Linked DNA regions of Rattus norvegicus: region 1 is linked to region 2. A link is a contact called in public Hi-C data. All regions are on one chromosome and are shown on one strand. Each heading gives the region's core, a stretch centred on a gene start, on an enhancer-like site or on the middle of the called end of the contact. The rest is flanking DNA. Distances are from core to core; before and after follow the strand shown. Region 1 has its middle 15 kb from the start of Khdc1b. Region 2 has its middle 19 kb from the start of Gsta1.

The links. Hi-C and Micro-C count contacts between places; a contact is called where the count stands out from the background.
Region 1: a Hi-C map of liver shows a contact between it and region 2, with 6 times the contacts expected there. The contact joins two enhancer-like sites. A contact is called at or near these places in 12 of 12 Hi-C or Micro-C datasets (the A7r5 cell line, the Rat2 cell line, Schwann cells and 7 more) and 1 of 1 datasets of contacts at active chromatin or transcription factors (oligodendrocytes).

The regions. Positions count from the first base shown.
Region 1 is chr9:31,301,013-31,304,990 of GRCr8, reverse strand. No RefSeq gene overlaps it. Among named protein-coding and RNA genes, the nearest start is that of Khdc1b, 15 kb to the left of the region's middle. Within about 2 kb of position 1,585, at least 52 of the 93 cell types and tissues checked have an H3K27ac peak or open chromatin away from gene starts, as enhancers often do. A contact at or near this core is called in liver, where this site is marked.
Region 2 is chr9:31,196,119-31,199,752 of GRCr8, reverse strand. No RefSeq gene overlaps it. Among named protein-coding and RNA genes, the nearest start is that of Gsta1, 19 kb to the left of the region's middle. Within about 2 kb of position 1,547, at least 2 of the 93 cell types and tissues checked have an H3K27ac peak or open chromatin away from gene starts, as enhancers often do. A contact at or near this core is called in liver, where this site is marked.

The DNA.
Region 1 (3,978 bases), core at 336-2,835, 110 kb before region 2:
GACGTGATGTCCCCCTGTCCTATACAACACGAGGACAATCAACAGCCCAATGTTCCCCCTTGATGGCACCTAGGACATGGCCCCTTGGCTTTCGGAAGTTAGGGCAAGCCATCGCCCAATGACCTTGTTGACCACATTTGTAGCAGGAGCCTGGCGATTGGTCCCTTAGCCTTAGAAGACCAGGAGTCCAGGGCAGTGGCTGAGGCTGGTCGGACAGCCTTTGCCAGCATATGGTACTTCATTCTTCAAGCCTTCTCATCCCTTCCATGGTACACTTTAAAGACCAGTACCAAAACTTCCGCCTATAGAGTTAGAGGCCCTCTCTTTAGCTTTTTAAGTTTGTCTTTTATGTTGGGGTGCTCTGGGAAAAGAAATAGGTCATCAGAAGTTGCTTACCTTCCAGGTTTTCAGGGTCCATATTACTGAATTGCAATAAAGCCTTTGTAAGTCATTCTAAAAATTGGGATGGGTTTTCCTGTTTTTCCTAAATGACCTTAGGCAGAATGCTAACACCCAGTGTTCCAGAGGCAGAGGCAAGAGGATCTGTTAATCTTGAGATTTACCAGAGAAAAACCGGGTCTACCATTTTGGGTCAATTTTAAAGCAAGCTTTATTAAATATTAAATACTGACCAAGAAATGGACTTTGGTCAAGGCCATTCCCTGGGATTTCCCTGGGGCTGGAATGGCCCCAGTCATATGTTTATAAGGAGTTTATCCTACAACCCTACTGGCTACAGTATTTTCCCTTGAGCCTTTGCTATTTTCCAAAAACTGAACTACAACTCCCACCCTTCCAGATTGTTACCTGGTCCTTGGGGGGCGGGTGAGTCTTTTTTTTTTTTTTTAAGATTTATTCATTTATTTTTATGTACAGCATCCTGCCTGCATATGTGACTGCAGGCCAGAAGAGGGCACCAGACCTCATTACAGATGGTTATGAGCCACCATGTAGTTGCTGGGAATTGAACTCATGACCTCTGGAAGATCAGTCAGTGCTCTTAACCGCTGAGCCATCTCTCCAGCCCGGGTGGGTGAGTCTTATAGGTTAATTTTGGGCGTTACAGATCCATCCCCGGTTCATTTAATACTGCTAACCTAAGCTAAATTATGATATGGGTGTCATCCTGAACAATACGAGCAAGACCCTGTGTCAGAACAAGATAAAATGAAGCAAAACAGTAGCTGGATGCTAATAAAAAGCATGGTGGTGTTTTGCATTTCTTAGGAAGCCAGAGCAGTGCTGTGTGTGGAAGGTGAAGATTGCTGAACTCATCTTGAAACTTTGGTTGGACGCTAGAGGGCAGCAAAGCACACTAAGAAGTGCAATGCTGTTTTAAGGGGGTTTAAAAAAACAAATCTTGATTGGTCTCTTGATTGAGGTATCTGCTCGAGGTCATTAGCTTCGTTATCTGAAAATGTTGGGTTCTAAACATCATTATATTCAGATATAAACCTTAAATGCTGGTTCCAAACAACCCCTTCCCTAAAGAACGAAGCTTGTTTTGCCTCCGACTTAGTCTCTTCCAAGAGACTCACAGTCCAGATTCCCGGCTTCGAAAAAGCTAGCAACACCAATTTTCACAGCCTGCACTCCCATTTCAGCACTGCAGCTTATTCGCCAACAATGACTTCACTTGCTACCCGGCACAGAACAACCAGGAACAAAATAACAATGAGTCCTTTCTCTTAACAACTTGCCAAACACATAGGCTCTGCAAAATCCTGCTTTCTTGTCCCACCCGCGTCGCGGTTCGGTTTTAAAAATAAAATGAAAATACAATTAGACTCTTGAGTCCCTAGAGCCAGTATTAAGACCTTTCATGAACTCTCCTGGCTTTGGACCCAGGTGACATATCTACTCTTCACCTCTTGCTGGTATCGGAGGGCTTGCTCCAGAGAGATCCCTGCAGTAGGGTCAGCTATGGAGGGAATTTAGGACATGTAGTAAGACTGTTCCAAAAGACCAAGGTCTGGTATTAGAGCGCTAGACTTGTGGCTGTTCTGAGTCCTGCCCCAGCACCAGAAAAAGTTAATGTTTGAATATGATTTGGGCAACAGCTCGGAGTGTCATGTTGCCAGACTGAAGAGGGAGGAGACAGGAAGAGATAGAGCTTGAGCCCTTGACGAATTGTGCTTGAACCTCTTGTACGACGACCAGTTTGACCGAGTTTCCTGGTACTTGAAATTTAAAGCACACTTAATTTTTGCCCTCTTTTACATACATCTTATTTTGATAGCTAGTTTTATCAAACGGCTGCTTTTCTTTTTTTTTTTTTTTTAATTTGGTTCTTTTTTTTTTTTTTTTTTTCTTTTTTCAGAGCTGGGGACCGAACCCAGGGCCTTGCGCTTCCTAGGTAAGTGCTCTACCACTGAGCTAAATCCCCAGCCCCACGGCTGCTTTTCTTAAGATTTATTTGCATTGTGTGCTGTAGCTGCTTGTATCCTAATGCTAATTTGCGTCTCCCAAAATTGTTACCATGAGAGGGTCTGTGAAAAAGCTTCTGAGAACCTGCCCCCCAGTTAGTTCTGATTGGAGGGGTGGGGAGAGACACCAGCACCCAATATCTGGGGCAGGATTTAGGGTTCCCAGGCTTGGGGCCTCGGGACTGCTGGGAAGCAGGAGGGAAGGAGAGAGAGGACATGCCTTAGGAGTGTGCAGGGCAGAGACAAGAGCCACCATGGGATAGAAAAGCAAGGAGAGCGCCCTGGGCTATGGATCAAGAAAATGTGGCCTAGGGGCTGGGGATTTAGCTCAGTGGTAGAGCGCTTACCTAGGAAGCGCAAGGCCCTGGGTTCGGTCCCCAGCTCCTAAAAAAAAGAACCAAAAAAAAAAAAAAAGAAAAGAAAATGTGGCCTAGAGGGCTGCTCAACTGGGTCATGAGCAGCCAACGGAACATAGAAATTAGTAAGTAGTAATTGAGAATTACCGAGTTATCAGTAAGGAAGGGGATTCTAGCAGCATGGAGGGTAGGCAGCTGCCCAGCGAGTGTGCTGCTTAAGGCAGATTGAAATATAAAGGCTGTGTGTGTGTGTGTGTGTGTGTGTGTGTGTGTGTGTGTGTGTGTGTGTGTGTCTTCCAGGAACATAAGCCATTGAGGTGGGCAGCAATGGTTTAATAAACTCCATGCAGGGGTCTATTAAGATACTAACACTACAGTATGCACATGGGTGTTTTGCCCCAGTGTGTCTGTGTACCCCATGCTACAGCTCCAGGAAGCCAGAAGAGGGTATTGGGTGTCCTGGTATTGGAATTACAGATATTTGTGAGCTGCCATGTGGATGCTGGGAATCAAACCAGGGTCCTTGAGGAGAGCAGCCAGTGGCCTTAACTGCTGAGACATCTCTCCAGCCCCCAACTGTCTTTAAAAAACAAAACAAAACATCAACAACAAAAACAAAAAGCTATGGGTGACCAATATTTTATTTTATTGTATAAAATCAAAGAAAAAAGTTTGTATTTCTTTAATGTCTAAACACTTGCTCAGAAATAAAATATTAAACAACGAAGAACTCGATTACGATATATATGTAAGGGCTAGGGTGTAGCTCTTGACTAGTATAAGTAAGCCCCTAGATTCAGTCCCCCAGAGGGCTGAATCCCCCAGTTGTTCTGCCTCGCTCGGTACGAGACAGCTACTATTAGACGTCTGTGGCTGGATGTAGCCATGTCAAATGCAGCAGGGAGCTGCAGGATCTTGGGGATGCAGGAGCAGGTGGGTTTCCCAGTGGGAGGCCAGCCTAGTCTACAGAGTGTGTTCCAGGATAGCCAGGGCTACCCAGAGAAACCCTGTCTCCAAACAAAACAAAACAGACTTAGCCAAATGGATCACATCACCTGAGCGGAAAAATATCAAGAAACTTGATATCCCGGAAGACAACGCTAAGGGACCAATAGCTCTGTCCTACTGAGATGTGTACTTACAGACTCTAGAATACCCTCTCCCGATGCAGGTGTTCCTGTGTCCTCCCTGCTAAA
Region 2 (3,634 bases), core at 298-2,797:
CATGTGTACTCTTACACTGTAAAGAAGTTTTTTCCTTCAACTAATTAACCTTTCTGTAAAATTAATTACTCAAACAATATATTTGTGTTCAATATAGAGCAATCATTTCTCCTGGGGCTGCATGAATGATATATATGTCAGATACAGTCATTTACCCCACCCCCGAAGCTCTGAATTTATTGTCACAAAAGTAAGAAAAACTTGGGGTATTCCTAATATAAACTTGGACATTCTGTGCGTCCCATTACTGAGGCTTCTAGAACAGTGTATTCCAAACCTTATGCCTTAAAATAATGTACGCTTATTGTCCACATAGTTCTGGGTGAGGTGTATGTCTGAAATCAAAGTCCTAGAAGCACGAGGTTCTCTCTGAAGGCTTCGAGAAAGGATTCCTCTTAGCCCCTTCCCAGTACCTTTTGGTAGTCAGTCATGCTGAAATCCCTTGCTCTATTGATGTATAACCCAAATCTCTCTACCTCCATGGTAGCATGGCGCTCTCTCTCTCTCTCTCTCTCTCTCTCTCTCTCTCTCTCTCTCTCTCTCTCTCTGTGTGTGTGTGTGTGTGTGTGTGTGTGTGTGTGTGTGTCCCTTGCCATAGAATAGTAATCAGATTATGGGCACCTTAGTATGACCCCAATTCAGTATGTACATCCGTAGAGACCGTTTTTCAAGATGAGGTAACATTGACAGGAATTATGGCTAAGATTGAAACCCTCTCTAGGACGGAATGGTGGGAGCAGTTATTTCTGGTTATATCCCTAATAGAGATACTGCTGCTGGGCACTGAATGAGAGCTCACACAGCCATGTTCCTTCTGCTCTGGCAAAAACACCTGTGGAAAGTGACTTGGAGAACAATGGGTTTCTTTTTCGGCTTACACTCTGGGGATACAGTCCACTCTGCAGGGAAGGTATGCTCGTGAGAGTAGCTTTAGCTCATCTGTCAAGGATACGAACAGCTACTCACATTCCTGACGCAGTTGGGAGGCAGACAGAGAGATGAATGCTGTCAGTGTGGCCATCTAATTCCAGAGTCCAGGTTGAGCCACCCACTCATGATGTGGCCCCTGGTCATCCATGTGTCTCCGAACAGCTACAGGAAGAAGCTGGCAATCACTGCCTTCCTCCTTCGCAGGGCGTAAGTTGATGTCATTATGCAGGGGAAGGCAGACAAGATAAAACAGGGTCTGTCATTAGATGAGAAGGAAGGGAGGCAGGAACAGAGGTTTTAGAAGGAGAGAGGGGAACGAGAGGAGAAGGAGCTGGGAGAACATGGCGGCAGGTGTTAAGATTCTTCTCTGCACATAGACACAGGTTGAATGAATATTTTTAAGGGATGGGCGTGTGCGGGATTTTGGGCTGTCTAGATGGGAAAATTATATCTTATCGATTGGGTCAGAGATTATTGTGTGGTGTGTTCTTTCATGTGGTGACCTAATTGAATCCAAGAGAAGCACCAAGCCTGCCATGGAATTGGGACGTGTATGCCTGGCATGGTAACAACCGTCCAAGGGAACTGGGAGTGAAAGCAAAGCAGTGTGGCAAGGTGCCACGCAGGAATGGCTCACCGACCGCCCAGGGTTAGATAGTACCATGAGGGCCAGCACGGAGCCACTGAGATAAATAAGCGCTACTTCCTATGGACAGCGGAACCTGAAACTAGCAAGAGAGCACCATCCAGATATGCACTGGAACTGGTTGCACGGCTTTTTCTTTTTTACCACAACAGGGGACCTGCAAAGTGCAGTGCGAATATAAAGGAACTCCTTCCATCTCTGAGCTAACTGCATATATGTCTGCTCTTAGGTCACTGTTACATTTCAAGGTGTTTCTTCTTGCTCTGACTGTGAACCAATTTACAAGCCTCTCCCTACCTCTTGTTAATAATCACACGCATTTATTTTTGGCTTTAAGGCCTACGTGTGTGTATGTGTGTGTGTGTGTGTGTGTGTGTGTGTGTGTGTGTGTGTGTGTGTGTACAATGTATGGGCGCAGTGTTCACAGAAGCCAGAGAGGGGTGCCGATCCCCTTGGATCTTGGTCTGGAGTTACAGATCATTGTGAGCTCCTGTGTGGGTGCCTGGAATTGAACCCACGTCCTCCTCGAGATCACTCAATAACTTTTAACAACTCTTAACAACCATGCCATTTCTCCAACCCTTTGCCTGCTTTGCTAGTCGTCTCCCTCTCCCTCTCTCCCTTTCCTTCTCTGTCGCTCCAATCTCCAAAATATGCTTCAGTCTCAAAACCACATGTGGTGAAAATCTTTCCCCATGAAAGATATTTGGAAAGATGAGAATCAGGAAGAAAACACAAGGAGAAAAAAATCCACACATCCTTTCAAAGGTGAAAGAGTCCGAAGGTTGTTGTTTCGCCTAGGAGCAACATTTGACGGATAAGCTTGCGTCCAAGGGTGTTTTGCCATGGGTTTGAGACCCTGAAAGGCAAGACTACAGCTTTCTATCTGTGTGCCTTAGTCACCAGCTATTCCCTAATGTACAGCACAGGCAAAACAAAGATGGTAAACAAAACTAATGGGAGAGGAGGTTAAGGAACCCACGGGCATGTCCTCAGGACTGTGAAATACAACCTCACATTCGGATTCATTGTGCTTAGGATACAACATCAATTTCATTAACTTTATACATCCATTAGGAATTCAGAACTCTCCCTTTATGATGGATTCTTGCTAATGGGCAGGAGAAGATTTTTTTGCATGGGTTGCATTAGGATTGTGGAGACAGATAAAAATATTTCCTTCTCATGATTCAGGCAGCCAGTCTCTGCTCACAATGTCTTCACAAGACACTGCCCCCGGAAATTCTGTAGCAACCTCTCACCTTTTCAATGTGGTTCCTGTAAAAGACACAGGGCATAGGTGTATGGGGGAGGGAGGTATTTGTGACGGTGAGAGATAGAAATAAAATACAAGGGGGAAAGGCATATTGAAGAGAGAGAAGGGGGATAGGTCTGGACAAGATGGGGGCTTGGCAGAGATAAAGCACAGATGCTATCTACAGCTTAGCATCCCTGGTAACATTATCAGTATCTGGTCTGAGCAGATGTCTGAGAGAACTGACATCTGCTCAGTATCTCATAGAAAAATGAAACAGGTTTCTATCAGTCTCATCAGAAATTGTTGCAGATACTGTTCCTGAGGTGTGATTTTTACATTGATGTGGTGTGTGTGTGTGTGTGTGTGTGTGTGTGTCTGTGTGTGTGTGTGTGCACGTGAGTGTGTGTAATGAAGAGGGTTGTTTCCTTTTGCTAGGCTTGAACATTAACACTGTGCTCTTGTAGTTTCACCTGACAGCACACTGAACCACAAGGCACTGTGTCCTCCTGGCCTTGTCCTGGAGCTGGCTGGCAACCATTGCTCCACTGTACTGTGCTGTGGGCTCGTTCCTCTGAACAACTTCTCAGCTCCCCACACTCCACCATCGTTCGCAACTTCCAGGCCTCCTCTTCTCCGGCTGCCCTGACATTGGCATCCATTTCTCTCCAAGGCACATGAAATGTACGGCTCAAAGAAAGAGCCTAGTTATTCCCAGCTGAGCAAGGCCCAGGCAGCCTGCAACCCAGACAAGTGGGCACCATTTGCCTCAGAACTACTGCCACGCCGTGTGTAAGTCTTCC